Linked DNA regions of Rattus norvegicus: all the other regions are linked to region 3. Evidence: chromatin contacts called from public Hi-C data. All regions are on one chromosome and are shown on one strand. Each heading gives the region's core, a stretch centred on a gene start, on an enhancer-like site or on the middle of the called end of the contact. The rest is flanking DNA. Distances are from core to core; before and after follow the strand shown. Region 1 holds the start of Colec10 (collectin subfamily member 10). Region 2 has its middle 180 kb from the start of Tnfrsf11b. Region 3 holds the start of Tnfrsf11b (TNF receptor superfamily member 11B).

What was found. Hi-C and Micro-C count contacts between places; a contact is called where the count stands out from the background.
Region 1: a Hi-C map of liver shows a contact between it and region 3, with 6 times the contacts expected there. The contact joins the promoter of Colec10 here to the promoter of Tnfrsf11b in region 3. A contact is called at or near these places in 6 of 12 Hi-C or Micro-C datasets (the A7r5 cell line, Schwann cells, frontal cortex and 3 more).
Region 2: a contact with region 3 is called in a Hi-C map of Schwann cells, with 7 times the contacts expected there. The contact joins the enhancer-like site here to the promoter of Tnfrsf11b in region 3. A contact is called at or near these places in 9 of 12 Hi-C or Micro-C datasets (the A7r5 cell line, the Rat2 cell line, Schwann cells and 6 more) and 1 of 1 datasets of contacts at active chromatin or transcription factors (oligodendrocytes).

The regions. Positions count from the first base shown.
Region 1 is chr7:87,632,911-87,635,942 of GRCr8, forward strand. It overlaps Colec10 (collectin subfamily member 10), which reads left to right and starts at 1,776. Exons shown (of 6, transcript NM_001130541.1): 1 at 1,776-1,932. The coding sequence starts at 1,785.
Region 2 is chr7:87,302,029-87,304,950 of GRCr8, forward strand. No RefSeq gene overlaps it. Among named protein-coding and RNA genes, the nearest start is that of Tnfrsf11b, 180 kb to the right of the region's middle. Within about 2 kb of position 1,398, at least 9 of the 93 cell types and tissues checked have an H3K27ac peak or open chromatin away from gene starts, as enhancers often do.
Region 3 is chr7:87,482,822-87,485,832 of GRCr8, forward strand. It overlaps Tnfrsf11b (TNF receptor superfamily member 11B), which reads right to left and starts at 1,503. Exons shown (of 5, transcript NM_012870.2): 1 at 1,367-1,503. The coding sequence starts at 1,399.

The sequences.
Region 1 (3,032 bases), core at 526-3,025, 150 kb after region 3:
GATATACAATATAATATATACTTATATATAAGATTCAATGACTTCTATCTATGTCAGTTCCCTTCCTTCCTCTTCTCTTTATTTCATGAACAGTTCACTAAACTGTTACTGTTGTTCCTGGGAGGGATGGGTTCCAAATGCCTTTTATTCAACTCTAGATAGTACACCTACCAATATTAATTCAATAATAAAGAATGTAAGAGCCTGGGGAGAAAAATCAATTGGTAAAATGTTTTCCATAAAAGCATGAGTATCTGAATTTAATACCCAGCACCCATGTTAAAAGGCAGAAAGAAGGAAAGAAGGAAAGAAAGAAGGAAAGAAAGAAAGAAGGAAAGAAAGGAAGGAAGGAAAGAAGGAAGGAAGGAAGGAAGGAAGGAAGGAAGGAAGGAAGGCAGGCGGGCGGGCAGACGGACAGAAGGAAGGAAGGAAGGAAGGAAAGAAACGTGGGTTTAGTTGCATCCCAGCACCTGCAATTCCAGTGCTGGGTGTGGAAATGGGGTACCTAGGAGCTTCCTGACTGGCCACCTTAGCCAAATTGGCAAGTTTTAGGTACAGTGAGACATTATGACATTATCTTAAAAAGTAAGGTAGAGAGCAGTTGATACCTAATGTTGACTTCTTGCTTCCACATGTACACATGTTGCTTATGCTCATACCTGCATCCATGTGTGCACACAGGGGAGAGAGGGTGCATAATGGTAGGAGAGAGGGGGAGAAAAGAAGGGAATGACATAGCAAGATAGAGACAGAGAAACACAGAATTTAAAAAGAATATGAGAGGTCTCTCCAATGTAAATGACTTATTCTAATTTTCTAATAAATTACAGTCAAATCTAGACTGTTCATAGTGAAACAGTTATATCAGAATAGCAATACATAGAGAAATATAGAGACCTCAATCACCAGGATGTCTATATGTCTATATCAAATCCATATAGTAATATAAAAATCATCTGTCATTTAAGAAATATAATTGAACACTTTCTCTATAATTAAGTAAAGAACTTGCTACAAATGTCATACTAATATATTTGTATTTTACCATAACTTGTCAGCTATTATTATGGAGATGGATAAATCATATCCCTTCCTATCTTGTCCCATTTTCCAAATAAAGCTGTCTTTGTTTTATGTTATTTCCTTGAAAGCATGATAGAATGGCAAGGACCAGGCCATAATTATACACATTTTTAATAACTTTTATCCTTATTACCAGATTGACTTTCAGAAAAAAATCATTCATTTGGAGCTTACTCTTAGGGTAATTTATGCTCTCAAGAGAAAGAGCTATGTCATAGAAAATATTAAGAACATCTGTGATCAACTGCACATTCAGGAACAAGCAACACATTATAAAAAGCTTAAAGCCATGCATGATGTTTGCAAAATGTGCAGAAATCTCAGGTCGCAACCTCCCCAACACTCCTGGAATGCAATGTTTAAACTCATAGCAAACTAAGTACTCAGTACCAATCAGCTCTAGTCTCTCTGCTTATGGGAAAGTTTCCATTGACCTGCACATCCGAGTGTTTAGTTTAGAGATAATTTTCAATAAACTGTTGTCATTTGAAAAGAAACGGTCTGGACAATGTATGGTCCATTTGGAATCCTGAGAAAATAAACACCCAAGGGAATGCCTCCTTGCTTGTCTTTGAAGCCATTTCTGGAATGTACTTTCCAGATACCCCCTTTTTTTTCTTCTGAAGCAGAAGGTTTTACTTTAAAAAATAATGCTGTTTATTTCGTGTGCCTTAGGGACCCTCTTTTGAAGAACCACAGTCATGAATGGCTGTAGAGTCCTGCTTCGAAGAAACCAGTTCATCCTGCTGCTGCTGTTTCTCTTGCACTTTCAGAGTCTGGGTCTGGATGTTGATGGTCGCTCTGCTGCAGAAGTCTGTGTCACACATACCATTTCACCAGGACCTAAAGGTGAGGAAGAAACCTCAAATTTTATAAAATTTTTATAATATTGTATAAAAATAGATAGGATCTCTTTCCTCACCTCAAATCCGCCCTAACTGCTGTGTGTCCTCTCTCCCCCTCCTTCCTAGTTTCCTCTGACTTCCTGTCTATTTTGGAAATCAGTGGACTATTAGTTATTTACTATAGATTTCCTTGATGGTAGTTTAGGGAAGGTGGAAAAAGGTGAAGTCCTAGGATTTAAGTCTGATGTCAAACCCTGAGGACTCTGGGAAACTCTTCCATTGTATTTAGATGAGGTGAGGATTCTTAACCTTTTCGATTGGACTACCTTCCTTTACCCTAGAGCTACCATCCTTCCTCTCTTTCCTCACTCACACTGATTCGAAAGATAAATTTACCTAGATGGTCAAAAATAAATTTTTCTAAAGTATATGTTTTTTAATTAATGGGCTCCTAAGTTCCAGTGGGGAAGATGTTCTTAACTAAAGATCAAAAGTAGTATACAAATGAATATTTTTTATTCAAAAGTGGAATCTCTGAGGTCAATTGCCTTCAGCTGGAGAATGATAAAATATTCCTTTTTATCCCCCCAGGTAGAGTCAGGGTCTAAGGTCCAAATGCCCTTCTAGCACTGGTTGTCATTGCTATTTTTTCCCTTGGAGGTAGGTGAGCAGTCAGTTAAATAAATCTGTTTTCCTTGTGTCAGCTCTTACCCTTTTTGTTCTGAAAGTGGCCAGTGCAGTGTAGATTGGTTCTCTCCTATTAGTAATTCATGCTATGCTTCCTGAGGCTATTGGGCAAAAGAATTGTAGCTGCTTAAAGTCTCGAGTAGAAAATAAAAGATTTAAAAGAAGAAAGAAAGGAAAGCAACATGACTCGGTGCTTGTCAGTTATTTAAATTTGTATTGCTTAAAGTGCATTTTTCTTAATCATTGAATTAATTTTCTCCTGCGATTGCAATCCAGCTTCTAACCTTTGCTACCATAAAATAAATGGAGGGAGTCACAGAGAGACCTTGGGGCTTCCAAATCATTTCCTTGGTGAGTAGATGAATAATGCAAGGGCAAATGTTCAGAGAGGAAAGTTTTGGTTAGAAATAGTATTTA
Region 2 (2,922 bases), core at 148-2,647, 180 kb before region 3:
GAGTTTTGGTGGATAAGGTGAGTGACTGGAAGATACGGGAAGCAATAAAATACATACATACACATATACATACATACATACATACATACATACATACATACATACATACATAACATACATAAAGTCAGCTCATGGAAGGGGTTGTGTAAGCCATGCCTCAAGGTTTGGTCACTGCTAGAGACATATTTACAAAGATTATTGCAGTTATCATTCTAAAAAATTGGAAACCTGGAGGCAAGAATGGATTGAGGGACCGTTTAGCAGAACATTGCCACTGTTAACAAGAGATGATGACACACAGGACTAAAGAAGTTTCTGTAAACATGGACAGTACATAGATCTGTGGGGTTTTTGTGTTTGTTTGTTTTGTTTTTTGTGTTTTGAGACAGGTTGCCAGCACTTGGAAATGTTGGTGATTATGTCTCTAGGCTGTTTATTAAGGTGGAGCAAGTTGGGAATGGGAGAACTGATGATTACAGAAGTATAGAGTCATTTGGTTTGTAAATTTCACGTCATAAAATTTGAAGCGTTTGTGTAAGATCACAGATCTCGGTCCCCATGCCCTTTAATAAAGAAATCTTGGCTAATGAACGTCAGCGGGGCTCTGGGTTGGGTTAGTTGCTTCTAACACGAATAAGGCTCTTCCAAGAAGTGGACTATGTGCCTGCCAATTGTGAGGTTCCACAAACCCTACCGATACGAGTGAGAAATACGGGCATCGCGAAGGAGCAAGTGCTTAGCTCTGATTTCAAGAATATGTTTAATGCAAGAACGACACTTAATTCTCATTGAATATGGAGGTGTGCCTACTATAATGAAAAAAAGACTATCATCTTCTAAATTTCAATGCTCAATGTTTTGTCATTTGGGTTCTAAGAAGCACAATCTTTTCTCTTAAGGAGAAGGAATTTTTTTTAATAGTGATCGCTGCTGAGGGACATGGCAAGTGATTCAGTTCTTGATAGCGCGTGAACCCACAGAATCAGCACTACCTCTGGGCTTGATGATAGGTTCTGCTGAGGGAACTTGGTAGCTGATGAGAATAGGAGGTTAGGAGCTAACAACCCCATTGCTTCACTGGATTTAGAATTGGAAAGCTCACCACAAACCAGAATCAGTCCTACTGATTCTGAATCTCTTCCACAAAAAAGGCATGGGGATTTTGGTGTTGAATGTGGACAAAATTTATGACCAAACTGGGTCTTTATTTCTCCAGAAAAGGTTTATGTTTTGCAAAGGAGTGCTTCAGCCACGAAGTGCGTGGGAGCCCATTCTGTAATGCCAAGGCCCTGCCAGTAGATGGCAGTCACACTACACTGCGTTTTGGCAGTAGGCACTTAACACCAAGAGTTTGTCTTTGCCAGGAATGGTCTGAGGAGTCCTTGGCAGTCAGGCTGATTTATGAGGCGGAGATTAATTCCAGGAACCCTCTACAGAAGCCTAAGAATTTGGTCTTGAAGTTGAGGATATTCTTAGCTGGAAAAAGCAACGAAGCTCGGTTAAAACAAAACACCTCCTTAAATAAGTCTGTCAAAAAGAGCTATGCCGTGAACGTCTCAAGGTCTCGGGCCTATGCTGAGCTTTGATTCACCGGCATAAGGATCAATACAATCACAGTTAAGGAGTTGGCATGCATAAACGACCGTTGGAACAGCAAGGCTGGGAAGAACTGTTGTATTTTCAGGAGGATTAACTGAGGTTGGAAGTGGGGTCCTGGGAAACGGAAGAAATTCAAAAGTGAAGTTACCAGTCTTAGAAGAGCCAAGGTTTTACTGTCTTCTACACAGACTCTATGCAATAAGAGTGTGCACAGCACAGTCGAAGCTCCTGTATCACAGCTTTTTTTTTTACGTTGTTGTCATGTGTCCCCATACCGCAACCCTGAGCCCATACCACTCAAGTCTTGCTATCACAGCTCATTTGTTGGGTCATTGTCTTATCCAACTACTTAAATTTCTGACTTTCTTCCTCTTGAAAATAATGCCGGCTTTGGGATAAGTGTATGGTCTAGATCAGTGTTTCTTTGGAGGTGGTTTGACCCTTTCACAGGGATTGCCTATGACCATTGGAAAACACAGACATTTACATTATAATTCATAACAGTAGCAAAAATTACAGTTGTGGTTGAGTGTCACCATAACCTGAGGGACCTGTATTAAAAGGTGGCATTCAGGATGTTGAGAACCATTGGAATGGAATGGAAAGTCAGCACTATTTCTCAGTGTTTTATTTATTGTTTTTTGTTTTGTTTTATCTGGGCAGGAGGTAAATTTTATCTCTATCCATGTTTGGGTTAGTCTCTTGAGACCAGCGACTGTGTGGGAACAGGACTTGGTTTAGAGGAAATAGCCACCATCCCTTGTTAAAGAAAAGTCGTATGTGTCCTAAAAATGGGATTTATGAGAATGTTGTTTTTCTCAGGGAAATACTGACACTGCGACTGTTGTGTAATAACATGATGACAGAATTATGTGCAATGCTTTGATAAAACTATAGATTAAATCATAAACTCATAAATAATAGTGTTAGGAGCATCCTGGATCCTGTGCTGGTCCCGTGTCCTGTGGAAGGTCTACTTCCTGTCTCAGGAGCTGGGGTCGATGCTCATCCATCCATATGGAGAGGAGGAAGACTTGTCCTTGGTGACCCCGACAGGAGAGAGTAGGCAGTGAGAACACTTTACCAGAGATGCAATCGGGTGTCCACAGACACAGAAAAATTTAAAAAATCTAAAGAAAATGAATAAAACTTAATCAACCTTTGAATATTTATCATGCCCAGAAATTCATCTATTGTCAATGAAAAAAAACTCATAAAACAACAACAAAACCCAAAACCTACTTTTTCTGTTCTAATTTGTGGGCCTTTATGTAGGTGAGCTTCAAATTAGCACACTTGGTTACTCATTCTATGAAGAGAGGA
Region 3 (3,011 bases), core at 253-2,752:
CCTTTCAGGACTCAGATCTCTCCTTCCTTCCTTCCAGACAGGGATTCAAGGATCGAACTCGTAATGATAGGTTGTCAGTGTCTTTACCCACCGAGCCATCTCACGGTCTCTAAAAATTCCACTTCTTAAAAAGTTCTTCAGAGTAGAACCATCTGGATGGCTCAGCAGTTAAGAGTACTGGCTGCTCCTCCAGAGATTCAGATCTCATTCCCATCCCCCACATGGCAGCTCACAACTGTCTGTAACTCCAGTTCTAAGGGACTCGATGCTCTCCTCTGGCCTCAGTCAGTACCAGGCACACAAGTGGTACGCAGACATACATACACGCAAACCACATATACACCTAAAATAAAGTAAAATTAGAAAATTCTTCCTACATCCATATAAGTGGATATATGTGTTACATATACATACATATCTGCATATGTACACACATAGTTGGCATATTTATGTAGTCTCCTGTCCACTTTTTTCCTGAGTGACTTTGCTATTACATATGCATGTCAGTGTGTCCCTGAGGCTAAGAGAAAGATTACATAGTTTTCCATTCTCACTATGGGAGCAGGAGGCTGAATTTCAAACACTGACTCTAGTGTACTCCAGACAGAGAAATCACTTAAAGACAGACTTCTCTGTCTGGTTTGTAACTTCATGTGTTTCATGGGCTACTGATTGGAAGGAAACAAATATTGGGCATGATAAAACTTGTATATAAACCTAAATAACAACTTCCCAAATGCTTAAGCTAAAAATAATGAGATTCCTTTATTTTCCATACAGCATTTCAAAGCAGGTTTGAAGCTTCTTTATTTATTGTTGTACTAATCTGGTTAACTATCCTCTATGACATAATTATCATTAGTGTGTTCGTATTTTTCACACTAGTGAAGTTGAGAACTAGATCAATCAAACTTTATTAAAAGAGTAAACCACACAGAAAAGTAAGAGAATATTTTCTGTAATGCCTTTTATCTAAACTCTCCATTCAAACTGTACTACAGAAGTTTCAAAAAAGTCTGGCCTCCCTTTCCAACATACAGTCTACTTTACCTGTAGTAATAAAAAAAAGTCAGGTCAAGCGAAGGTATGGTGCGCTACATAAAACATAAGTAAATAAATAAGGTAAGTATAATGGATTCAAAAACAAAGCAAAAAGTCTTAAGAGTCTTCTCCCCATGTCTCTCTCCCATCTGGAAAAACTCAGCAGGAACTTTTCATGGAAAAGCCATTTACTCTCCAGGGCAGCCTGCTGTAGCTAGAAAAAGGCTTCCCCAGCTCCCTCCTGAGACTGCCGGACTTGGTCCCCATCAAGCCGGAGGGGAGGTCCCGAGCCCAGGAGGTCAGCAGCCTCCTGCCCACGACTTACCACCAGGAGTGCACAGCACAGCCACTTGTTCATTGTGGTCCTCTGGAAACCTCAGGCGGCAGCCGCTGGGCCAGTGCTAGGTGCTTCTCTGCTGCCCAGGCGAACATGACGTTTTATATAAGGTCTGGGCAACAGGAAGTATGCCCTGCCTTTGATCTAGTAAGTCTCCCCTGGACCAACCTTGTACCTTTCCTTTTTAGGAACCCTGGGCCCTAGTGGTAGGGCTGCGGGACACTCCGGGGTTAACGCTTTGGGCGCCGGAGTGGGAGGATCCTACGCGGAGGCGTGGGGCAAGGGGAGGAGATGGCTGATTTCTGCAGGGGGAGAGGGGGAGAGGAAGAAGAAAAGAAGGAGAAAGCCCCCGCTGAGCTGTGGAACAAGGCTGCTGCTGTTCCGCCGCCTCTGAGGGTTCTGAGCCTCTTCCCGCCCGCGGCTAGCCTCAGGGCAGCTGTGACCTGCGGTAAGAGACTGGTACTGGTGAGGGAGCCTCTGGGCAGCCTCCAGGCGTTGGCTTCTCTACCCCAGGTTTCAACTTCAGCAGCATATTGCCACATGTCTCAGTCACTGTACCCTTTCTGGGAGAAGTCTGGGGTTTTCGTTTGGTCTATTGTCTGAACTCCTGCCTAAAGATTCTAAAGCTCCCAAAATAATCCTTCTTTGGTAGGGATGGCATTGTCCTCAGCACTGTTGAGAGAGTTTATAGTTAAATGTGCAAAGTGTCCTGGGCCCGTTGAAGAACGCATCTGTCCAACTCCTATTTGCCTGACGTGGTCAGGAGCTAAGGAGAAGCAGAAGAATAAATTCTTCGTACCTTCAGTAGAAAAACCTTACAAGCATCTCTTCCCTTCCCAGCATCCTCCTCCCTAAAGGGTTGTTGCTTCCTGAGAGTCCTAACCACTAAGCTTCTAGTGTAATGCCTCTTCACCTATTAAATCGCCTCTTCACTGCCCTCTGCTGTTGCCTCGTTTAAAGATTTGCATAACAAGGTTCTTGTCCTGCCTTGTCAGTCCTCTCCCTGGTGAGAAGTGATTCTTTCCAAATTGAATTCTCAAGTCAGCTGTAGGTAGTCACCCAGCTCTGCTTACAGCCCTGATTACTCCCTGCAGAACTGGATTTCTTATCAGGGGCAGGGTTAGTGAGATGTCTCCGGAGCAAATTCTTCTGTCACCTCGAGGAGATGCCACCTCATCCCAGCAGGGTGGATCTCATCCTATCCGGAGTTCAAAGTAGTTCACTCCATTACCACATCATGCAGGAGGGAAAGGTTGCATGATTCTACATTAGCCTCTTGTGCTTTAGTTTCTACTGCTGCTCCAGTATGATGCCAACACTTAAGATCCAGGTAGATCTAAATGTAAACTTTCAAGCCCTGTTAGTGGCAGAGGTATTATTTCTGTTCAGGAGTAGTCATCTGGGATATTAGCTGAAAGCATTTTTCTCAAAACGTAGCATGATGTCAGGATGCATTAGCCACAAAACCTAGAATCATTTGGAAAGAAAGCTGCAATGAGAGATTGATTACCTACATAGAATTGGCCTGGGGGTCTGTCTGTAGGGCACTGTCCTAATAAATAGATGTGAGACAACTCAGCCCATTGTGGGCAGAACCATTCCTTAGGCAGGGTGTCTTGATCTGTATAAAAGT